2 separate regions of the Mus musculus genome follow, and region 1 is linked to region 2. A link is a contact called in public HiChIP or PLAC-seq data. All regions are on one chromosome and are shown on one strand. The core of a region is the stretch at or near the end of the contact, and the rest is flanking DNA. Distances in the headings are between cores, read along the strand shown.

Region 1 (5,333 bases), core at 1,415-3,914, 670 kb before region 2:
AGGGGTTTTGTATTTTTGGGTTTTTTTTTTTTTTTGAGAAGATAAACTACGACAAAGCCAAATTGGTGGCTAGCACGAGACTTACAAGGCTAAGAGCAGAGTCCAGTGAAACAGATTTTAAGTGTTCAGAATTTAGCAGAGCACTTAGGGTGAGCTCTTCCCACATTTTACTTGCAAAACTAGTTTTGACTGATTTGGATACGAACAGGATGGAATCTAGCAAACACACGTGGGCTCTGGTAAGGTACAAGGTCCCCGGTGGAAAGAGAGAGAGGAGAAAGAGGATGCAGGTTCCTATTAGAAAAGATTTTAGTAAATACTATTTGATTATTCTAAGTAGCTGATTCATTGTTGAAGTTATAAAGGTATAAACTCTGAATCTATTGACAGGTGTTCAGCAGGCATCTTAGGCTTGGATGTTTCAGCAGAAACTCATTGAAGTTTTCCAGCCAGATTCTTTAGAGTTCTCTTGCTCTACTCCAGCCATCAATATGACTATGTTCCTTACCCTCCCCGCCCCCCTCACACACCGGTCATTTCCCATGGCTTATAAGATGTGTTAGACATTTTCTGCCGATGAAACAACACACCACAAAACAACTGAAAGGAGACAGGATTTAGTTTGGCTCATGGTTTCAGAGGTTGCAGTACATTACAAATTGACTCCTTTGTCTTGGGATCTGTGTGTAGTGAGACAAAAGATCATGGCTAGGGGTAGACAGAAGATGCTCACCTCATGGTCCACAGTGGGTAGGAGAGAGTGAGAGAGTGAGAGAGAGAGAGAGAGAGAGAGAGAGAGAGAGAGAGACAGAGAGAGACAGAGAGAGACAGAGAGAGACAGAGAGAGACAGAGAGAGAGAGGAGGAGAGAGACACAGAGTCAGAGACAGAGAACAAGGGTGAGGCCAGACAGACCCTTCCAAGGTACATTCCCAGGATATTATTTCTTCCAGTCAAGCCTAATCTCCCAACAATCCATTCAGTTATGTCAGTTGATGTATTAATCCATTAATTATGTTCATGCCTTTACGACTGCCTTAGTTACGGTTTTATTGCTGTGAAGAGTTCTACATCTTGAGTTCTACATCTTGATCCTAAGCCAGACAGGAGAAGAATCTCTGTTCTGAACTGGGTAGAGCTTGAATATAGGATATCAAAACCTACCCACACAATGACCACACCTCTTCCAACAAGGCCACACCTCCTCCAACAAGGCCACACCTCCTCCAACAAGGCCACACCTCCTCCAACAAGGCCACACCTCCTCCAACAAGGCCACACCTCCTCCAACAAGGCCACATTCCTAATAGTGCCACTTCCCATGGACTAAGCATACTCAAACTGCCATAATGAAACAGTTATTTCCTAGGAGCTGGGCTCTGAACCTTGTATAGAGGACTGAGTCTTTCACACATGAACTCTTGTGGAGACATCTCATGTCTGGACTACAACACAATCTCCAAATTATTGCCATCAATCTATTTATGGTATCTAGACTGTCCACTTATGACTGGTTCAACTACCATGGCAGCAGTCTTAGAATCAATCCTCATGCTTCTAGGACAAAGCCCTCTAGGACATTCTCTATTCTGCTATTGGAAGAATTGTGCTAAAACAACAACCCGGTGTATTACTCATTGCCAGCAGGTAGACTGGATGATATGTAAGGATTGATATTGTTCATCAACTTAATGCCATCTAGAATCCCCAGGGAAACAACCTGGAGCACGTTAGTGAGGAGTTTTCTAGATTAGGCTAGTTGAGGTGGGAAAACCTACTCTAACTGTCAGACTGAATGAAAAGGAGAGAGTGAGTCGAGCAGCAGCATCATTTCTCTCTTCAGGCTTCGGCTACCATGACTTCTGCAGCATGAGCTTAAACTGTGAGCCAGAATAAGCCACTCATTCCTCAGGTTGGCTCTGTCAGGCCTCTTGTCCCAGAAGCATGTAGAATGACTAACACAGTATGTGACATTCTGTCACAGACCTATCTCTCTCTGTCTTCCCTTTGACCTCTGTGAATCAGCAATGCTCCACTTCTTTCCAGATGTCTAACCCCTCACTCACTTTCTGCCCATCCCCACTCCCTGCTGGGCTAGCTTCCTCTGTACGTGTAGACCCAGTTAAGTGGTTCTCCTTTATTTGCTCCAGAATCCCATGGGTCCCACACTTATCTTGTCCTCTCTGCTCAAGTATAAAAGCTCTTTGTTGCACATCATTTTACACTCAGAGCCTGAGACGCAGCATATGTTCAGCTAATCTTTGCTGGATAAATGAGGAGTGTATAATTGATCTATTTCCCAGGTAAAGAATCAGCGGTTAACTCACACCTCCGAGTGACGCAGGAAGTCTAATTCAGTATTGTTTCCAAGATATCATCTATCAGTGCTCACAGAGACCTTGCTGACATACACAATGGAATGGAACCTTTCTAGCACGAGATACCACTCTGCAGGCTTGTCTGTTTGTGACAGAAAAGCAGCACTCAGTAACTACCAGGGAACAAAGAATGCACGTGACTGATCCAGGAAGACGAAGACTGGAAATGGAGGGTGCACATTTCAGTTCTGTGTGGTCTTTTAGCGATCAGTTCCTCTCAGACTCTCTCTGTCTCCATAACATGAATGGGCATGGTGTTTAGTCTTCTGTTTAATGTACTTCCCCATATGCCACGCGTCACGTGTCACAGTGCTCTTTAAACTACTTCCTTGCATTGGCTTTGAGAGCGTTTGGTCCCAGCAGCATGTAGAATAACTAACATTGTGTGTGTGTGTGTGTGTGTGTGTGTGTGTGTGTGACATTCTTTCCTAAAGGACTGAGCAAGTGACCGCTGAGATGTATCGGGAAATATGTATACTCTGAAACTTGACCTAGGTATCCTAAATGACACGCTGGTCTCAGATATAGAAACTTCTACCATTCCACTGCTGGCTTCTAACCAGTAATCAAGATTCCATTTAATCCCTGCCTAAATATCCCTAGCTCATGTTATGGAAGAGCTGACACTAGGTGGAATGGATTTTGAATATATAAAGTAGTACGGGTGTCTCCCTCAGCCAGTTAGCCTAGTTTGAGTAAAGTAGGTATTTTACTGTAACTGTCTGAAGGAAATTTCCCAGCCTGTATCTTCTAATGGAGCAAGGACTCCAGGCTAGTCCAGTGCAGGGTCAGGTTCAAACACACAGACCAATCTTCCACTCACTCTGTTACCAGCAGGTCCTGATTGTGGTTATAGGTGACATCACTCATAAACACAGTCAAACTAGAGGCCAGTTAAATACCTGTGGCCTCACCTCATGCATAAAGACCTCAGCTGTAGTCAAGTTTTTCAACGGGGAAATTCTTAGAGAATGGAGCAACTAATTCCATTTGAGCTAGAGGTAGAAACAGTAGCTGAAAAGACACTGGAGAGAAAACCTGAGGTGAAGTTTAGGCAGAGGTGTCATGGTGACCTGAAAATATGAAGAAGCAGACACTGAGTTTGTAAATATTCAGAGGCCCCTCTTATATTTTCTGGTATAACGTAGTCTGGAATAAAGACTGGGTTAAAGGGAGAAGAGTAGTAGATGACAAGGTGACAAGGCTTACTTAACTGCAAATGCAAACTACAGCTTCTGAAGAGCTGTCTCTGGGTCCGCACCACGTTCTGATCCAGTTCCATGCTCAGAAATGTACAGGACTGGTTCTGACGCTTTGATTTAATTGCGAATCTGTGTTTATTTATGCTGAAGGTCCTTGCTCTCAAATGATTTTTGATCTATCAATAAAAATGCCAGTGGCGAGTGGCTGGCTGGAAAGAAAGAGGTAGGACTTCCAGGTTTCCACAGTCAAGGAGAGAGAGGGCAGGAAGAAGAGAATCAAGATACTTGGAGAGAGACGGAACAGACTCAGAGCTACAGGGGAGATCTTCTAAAATGTAGGCAAGGGAAAGAGGCCCATGAAAGGGGAGCCCAAGAGCATCTTGGGCAGCAAGACCAACTACACCGAGGGGAGATTTAGAGTCCTTGAGCTATGAGTAAAGGGAAGGGCACGATAGCTTCAGGAGGCTTAGAAGAGCCCAGCCACTGAGCCAGTAAGACAGGTTAAAAATGAGCTAATGTGTGCGTGTCCTTCATCCAAGGATCTGAAATAGTTCCTGGGCAGATGTACAGCTGCAACTCACTGGGAGCTCAAGGTGGTCTAGCCCAGACTACCCACTACACAGAAAGGTACGTCCTACGACACTGCCTGCTTTTCATTTCATCAGCTTTCTTCTCTAGAAATATTGTGATAACAACCACTTGTTATCATGTAATAGATAAACAAGACACCATAGGGCAGGAAACATGAAAAAATATTCTGACTCATTGGCTCTGGCCAGTGGTCTGGCTCGCAGATGGCTTGGTATCTTGGTCACTCTTCTCCACATTCATATAACATTCTCATCTGTATAGCACAGCTCTAATCATCAATTATAAAGCCCCTACATTTGGGTATATAAGAAAATATTGAACTTAGATTTCCATAGTTGGGTCCTATGGACCCCAAGAAAACTCTGTATGATCCTGAGGGTGAGTGGGAAACTCTTCAAAACTGTATGCAGTGGAAGTGTGTGTCATTGTTGTAGGAGAAAGTTCATAACTTTAACATTCCCAGAGCAACCTGTAACTACCCCAAGTTAAAGGTCACTAGTTTGTGAGCTCAGACTCCAGGATCAGAAGAAACTTGTCTGAAATCCAAGCTGTGCCTGTTTATTCTGCACTTGATGCTACACATGAAACAGTTCTGACACAATAGCACCTCCACCTAAGAGCAATGGGAACTCAGAAACAGCCCACAGAACATTTTTATCAGGCTCTCAATGGTGGTAGATATAATTGTACGATAATTAATGAAAGTAAATGATCAATTTTATTGTTAATTTCCCCCCATCCCCACCTTCTGGGTATCTACATTTAATAGGAGAAGTAGGGATCTTTGGAAAAGAATTATGAGATTAGAGAAAATTCTCAACAACCAGACATAATTTTCTCAACATAGAATTTTTACTTCCTAGCAAGTCAGAGGAGAAAATACTACAAAATGGCTACTCATATTTTACACCATTTATAAAGTAGTCATGAGCTAAAATGATTTATTTTGTATTGATGAGCATAATTTTACATACTATCATGACCATTAATAAAAATTAGATAAACTTTAAAAGCTTGAAGGCGAGTGAGATTGAAATGACTGCTGTCTTCACTGGATTTGAAGAACTGTTACCACTTAAAACACAGACGTTTAATACCAAGTAGTTCATTATGGAGGGATGGCTGAGAAGTCAAGCGAATTGACTAGGGTTTTATAAACATTT
Region 2 (5,238 bases), core at 1,734-4,233:
ATAAGCTAAAGACAGCATCTATTTTAGAAGAAAAGCTAAGCACATGTGATCAAAGTGTGCATAGCAATATGAAAAATAAGCACATATTTGAAATATTTTATAAATATGTAGAATCAAATCTCCCTTCTAGTATGTTTCTTTATAGCTTCTATTGCAGAGTCTGTGCCAAGCAGAACTGACTAACTTGCTACTGTTTCTGATAAATTTTGCATGTTGGTGTATTTCTCAACTAAAAAAGCAACATGTAATTATGCAAAATCTTTTCGATTCATAAAACAAGGAACATCTTTTATTTTGTTTCACAAGTCTGATGGCAATTCTCTTTCCTTTATAACACTGAGATGCAACAAAATCACTTGTAATGTGTTTTTCTTAATAGAATACATGTGCATTTGTTGAGGGCTGACCCTTACTTAAGTATGCACTTAGTAACTGTGTGTGTTGTAGGGCTTTGCATATTTTATGATCTCCCCTTACTGCTTTGAACTTAATATAGCAACTCTAAAAAGTTTAAGAACACATTTGAAAAAAAAAAACACATTTGAAACTCGTATACTTAAAGATCTGCATATCTCATCTTAATATTTCATCATAAGGTTTTGAATGTAGGAAAACATGCATTAGCTTTGTCATTATTGATTTTCCTCCTACTATCTAAAAAACTCACAAAGCTGTTAAATAGTAAAAAAGATTTGCAGAACTTATTTGTGAGGAATTACACTTCAACGAGAAGTTAATCTTTTGGAACAATTTTCAGGATCTCGATGTGTAGAACCAATTTATGAGAATAATGTGGTACTTTTCTTTTTATAAAGCAGCATTAGATCTCATTTTGACTGGTGTGCGGCAATCCTGTTCTTGTTACTATCATCACTTTTGTTTATAGATGAAGTAAGCGAGACTGGGACACACACTCCTTAGGTTTCTTTTTCCCTAGCAACACTTCCATGCTATACAATATTGCTGCCCTTTACTTTGTCTGTTATTGTCAAGACAACCATGGGTTTACATGTTGTCAAAGCTGTATACCAGTATCAGTTTCTTCCCTTTGAATGGCTTCATTGATTGTGTCCAGGCTTTTACTTTAAGATAAGTGATTGTAACTTAGCGCTTCTTCATACATGCCTACCACAACATATGAAGTAAAATATTTGTCTAGTTAATAGAGACAGTATACAGGGTGTAAGTAGAGATTATTACAAGGAGGAACCCATATTTGATTGTACATAAGATGTCATTTGTGGGACAGAGAGAACTATGATGGAGGCTGGAGTCGCATGATGCTTTGTTATGGAAGAGTGATGAGTGATGCAGGAGCAGCAGCGTCTCAGAAATTATAAGGAATCAAGGGCCCAGAACTAGTGCGGTAGGGTGCTGCTTTATAAGACATTGTATTGTGAAAATCAGGACGTTATACAATGATTTCTCATGAGTATTACTTTGAGGATGGGTAAAACAAAATAGTAAAATAAAATAAAATAAAATAAAATAAAACCAGTGTTGGTTACAGATCAAAAGAATGGTCTCTGGCTAAAGCTATTAAAAACCAACTTTCCATAATACCACACTGATAATTTCAATTAGAATCACAGCAAGAAAGTTTAAAGTAGGGATGCATCCTCAGCCCAATTCCATGACATGTTCATTTACTAACCCCTTTCTAGGTTTCCGGCTTAGGGCAGAAGGAACCTATTGAATGTTTGCTGTAAAGAGATCTTGAATAACACTCTCGTTTTGATCTTGTTGCTAGAGACAGAAACTTACCTAGAGACACCTCTGCTTTCTTTGATGGGTTTTCTCAGATCATTCCTTGTGATGTTTAACATAACACACGTGTAGAAGATGGGGCAGGAGTTTGAAGATATACTGGGATCTATTAAGGGCATGTAAGAATAATTTAAGAGGCTGTGGTACATCCATTGAAGTACTCCAATGAAGTCATTATCTGAAACTTTGAAAGAGTTGTTGGATGAAGAATGAATATAGAGTAAGCAATACAGGTAAAAGAGAGAGAGAGAGAGAGAAGAAGTGGGAGAAGAAGTGGAAGGGAAGAGGAGAAAGGGAAAGGGAGGAAGAAAGGAGGGAGGAAGAGAGGGAGAGGGAAAGGGAGACAGAGAGAGATAATTACGTCAGTTAGTTAAAGGAGGATAAAGTGGCCACTGACTTATACTCAGAGGGAACAGTGAGTTAGTTATAGCAGGAGATGAAGGGCATAGAAAGGAAGGAATGATGTGAGATGGGTGGTACTCACTTGAACTTAGCTCATGTGTACTACATGAACAATCTTCTCAAACTGAGACTTGCTTACCAATTACCCCTCCCCCCACAAACACACCCTGATCTATTGGATTCACCTGCAGATATTGTATTTGTTTGTTGTTTTTTTAGTTATCTGAGGTTAGCTCCAAAAGTTTGCCATGTGATTTTGTTGTTGTTGTTCCCAAAAGTCACATTTATAGTAATGCCATATTTGGGCTCAGGAACATAGAGCTGGGATATCTTTTCATTGTTGTTCGTTTTGGGCTCTTTTCCTCACAGGTTTAGATATCATAAGCAAATCTATTACTTTTCCTTGGTCAATGCTTAATAAACTCGCATGTACTGTTCACTGAGGTATCTTGTTAAAATGCAAGGTCTGATTAGGTTAACCTGGGTCTGTGTGTAAACTGTTGTATGTAACAAGTTCCCCCCGTGAAGCTCATTCTCCTGGTTGCGGATCCAGTCTGGTCTGTGGTTGGGAAATCTCTCTGCCATCATTTCCCCAGATATCACATGAATAAAAATAAGTAAATAAAGCACTTTGCCTACCGTGGAACAAAAGAAAATGTGAAGTGTTGGTAGTAGATTGACAGAGACAGGAAATGGAAAAGGCTTGAGTTTTAAGCTGAGTGTAATTTAAGCACATTTACAGAACTAGAGGAGTCAGGATGAAAGGGGGAAGTGAGACATTTCGCAACTGGGTACTCCCCAAAAGATGTTAATGCTTTGCTTTGTCAATCACTTCAGACACTTGGACAAGCATGGCACTCAGGGGATGTGGTTCAGTGAGTAGCTCACAGGAAGTAGTATTTTCACAGATGGTTGATCCATTGGCTAGAATAAAAAGTGGATTTTCCTGGCAGGTACTTCATAATTCCATAATTCTAAAAGAAAAGCATGATTGCTTTCAACGGCTGGCATACATTATTATGATTTTAGGATGCTTGGGTAATAGTTGTGGTTAATATGAATTGGCAAATTTGACAAGATCTAGAGTTACTTAGAAGGCCAAATTTTGGGTATGTGTGTAAGGGATGTTCTTTACTGGGTTAATTCAAGTGGGAAGACCCACTGTAAATGTGGGTGACATCATAACATGCACAGGTGTCTCAGTCTGAGTAAGGGAAAATCAGAGCTGGTCCCAGCTTCTCTTCTCCTCTGCTCTTGCTTCTGTCTGATTTGTGACTGTGGGTGTAATATGACTAGCAGAAGCACTCTTCTGCTGGCATACCTGTCTTTCCACAAAGGACTGTTTACCTTCAAACTCTAACCCAGAACAAACCCTGTCTTCCTTAAACAGTTTCTGTCAGCTTTTCCTCCACATTAGTGACAGAAATAATAAATGGACTTACTTTTCTTAAGCAATAACAAAATCATTATTGTTTTTCAGATAGGCTCCTAACACGAATGGTCGAGGATGGTCTTGAACTAGAGATCCTGCCAGTGTGTGCCACCATTCCTGTCTACTGGCTCCTAGTTTTATTATTACTTTGACATAAGACTTTAAATACTAAAAAAGTACGTTAGAAAACACTGTCTGTTTTCTTTACTACATGTCACTTTATTATGTTGCCTTTCAGGTCCTTTATTTTCCCTCTGAAAGTTTGAAGTACTCAATGTTGTAATCCAGACATTTTAAACTTTGATTTGCAATCATCTAAACTACAATTCAACAGAGAAATCTTTCTAAGATTGATTTTCTCTCACTGGGTCATTCATAAACATATTCATTACACACACACTCCACGAATATTCGATAATGCATCAATCACTGAGCTGTTTACATTAAGAGACACAATTGAAATTGAACAATATAATTCAATGAAATTACTGGTCTTTTTATTTATTCATCTAACCCCTAGCTGCTCAGTCACTGTAAACAGCTTCATTGAAAACAATTCACTTTTCTGTTCTTTCTGGATTGATCTTCTCAAATACATGATTGCTCTTAATTCAGATGAAATATTTCATTTCTTTAAGTACATGGAAAGGAATTAGAGCCAGCTGAATGCAATAAGGAACAAGGAAGGAAGACGCTCAGTAAGAGGAAATCAAACCTGTTTACAAGTCTGGGATCTAAACACTTGTGAGGTTTGTGGTTTTGGAAACTATATTCATATGTTAGAGGAGAAAATGATGAATGCTAGATAAACATGAGTTTTAAATGGCCTGGGTTGGATTCTTATTTCTCATTGCACCCTAAGTACCTCTTTCAAATTCCTCTGAATTTCAAAGAGTTTCAACTCAGGGCTTAAAAAAAAAAAGAAAAAGAAAAAGAAAAAAAATGTCATTTAAACACTGGGTCATTTCAACATTGGAGGGAGAAACAGATGAGGCAGAAAGATGGAAAATGTTTTCAACCATCAAGATGTGTCTGTTTTACTCAGAAGACAGGTATAGTGTGGAATATTCATAGTATTCATAAAAACAATTAGTGTGTACAGTCACTGGAGGCACATCAAATTATCATCCCATACAATGGTAAATTTTCCGTTCCTAAATCCCTAAATCAGTTTCTGTTTCCAGTTCCCCTTTCAGTAGGTGACACTGGGAATATGCTAAACACAGCCCTTGGGCAAATTAGAAACAGAAGCTGGGGAAAACATTAGGAGCCTTTTCTGGGTCTTATTTCATTTTAAACTGTTGTGTCTATTTAGAAGGTAAAGAACATTAATGTAAGTGTGTTTTAGAAACAGAAACCCATCAACTGAGAAAGTGCCATCCTGGAGTTCTGTTCCGATGGCCTTATATATTTATTTAGTTGCTAATGTTTTAAAGGAATGGACACAGCCAGGTGGAGACTCCTGAAGGTGGCAGTCATTTTGAATCACCAAAAACCCAAATGATGGTTCTTGGCTGTAGGAGCTTTTGAATGTGTTGGCTTTGAAAGTTTCATGACTGGAAAAAAAAGGAAGGCTGAAGGGAATTGGCATTTTAATTCCATGTGGCTGAGCTTTTTAGTTACGTTCAGACACTTCT

The links. HiChIP or PLAC-seq counts read pairs in DNA pulled down with a chosen protein or histone mark.
Region 1: an H3K27ac HiChIP or PLAC-seq map of microglia shows a contact between it and region 2, with 7 times the contacts expected there. The contact joins two enhancer-like sites. A contact is called at or near these places in 1 of 484 Hi-C or Micro-C datasets (bone marrow-derived macrophages), 2 of 115 datasets of contacts at active chromatin or transcription factors (both in microglia) and 1 of 9 other capture datasets (embryonic stem cells).

Annotation. Positions count from the first base shown.
Region 1 is chr10:17,666,917-17,672,249 of GRCm38.p6, reverse strand. It overlaps Gm32543 (a long non-coding RNA gene), which reads left to right. Exons shown (of 4, transcript XR_001779719.1): 2 at 4,119-4,206. The region is part of intron 2 of Gm32656 (a long non-coding RNA gene); the gene reads right to left. Among named protein-coding and RNA genes, the nearest start is that of Gm32656, 9.8 kb to the right of the region's middle. Within about 2 kb of position 2,664, at least 32 of the 459 cell types and tissues checked have an H3K27ac peak or open chromatin away from gene starts, as enhancers often do. A contact at or near this core is called in bone marrow-derived macrophages and microglia, where this site is marked.
Region 2 is chr10:16,994,731-16,999,968 of GRCm38.p6, reverse strand. All of the region lies in intron 1 of Gm20125 (predicted gene, 20125), which reads left to right. Among named protein-coding and RNA genes, the nearest start is that of Gm20125, 98 kb to the left of the region's middle. Within about 2 kb of position 2,983, at least 57 of the 459 cell types and tissues checked have an H3K27ac peak or open chromatin away from gene starts, as enhancers often do. A contact at or near this core is called in bone marrow-derived macrophages and microglia, where this site is marked.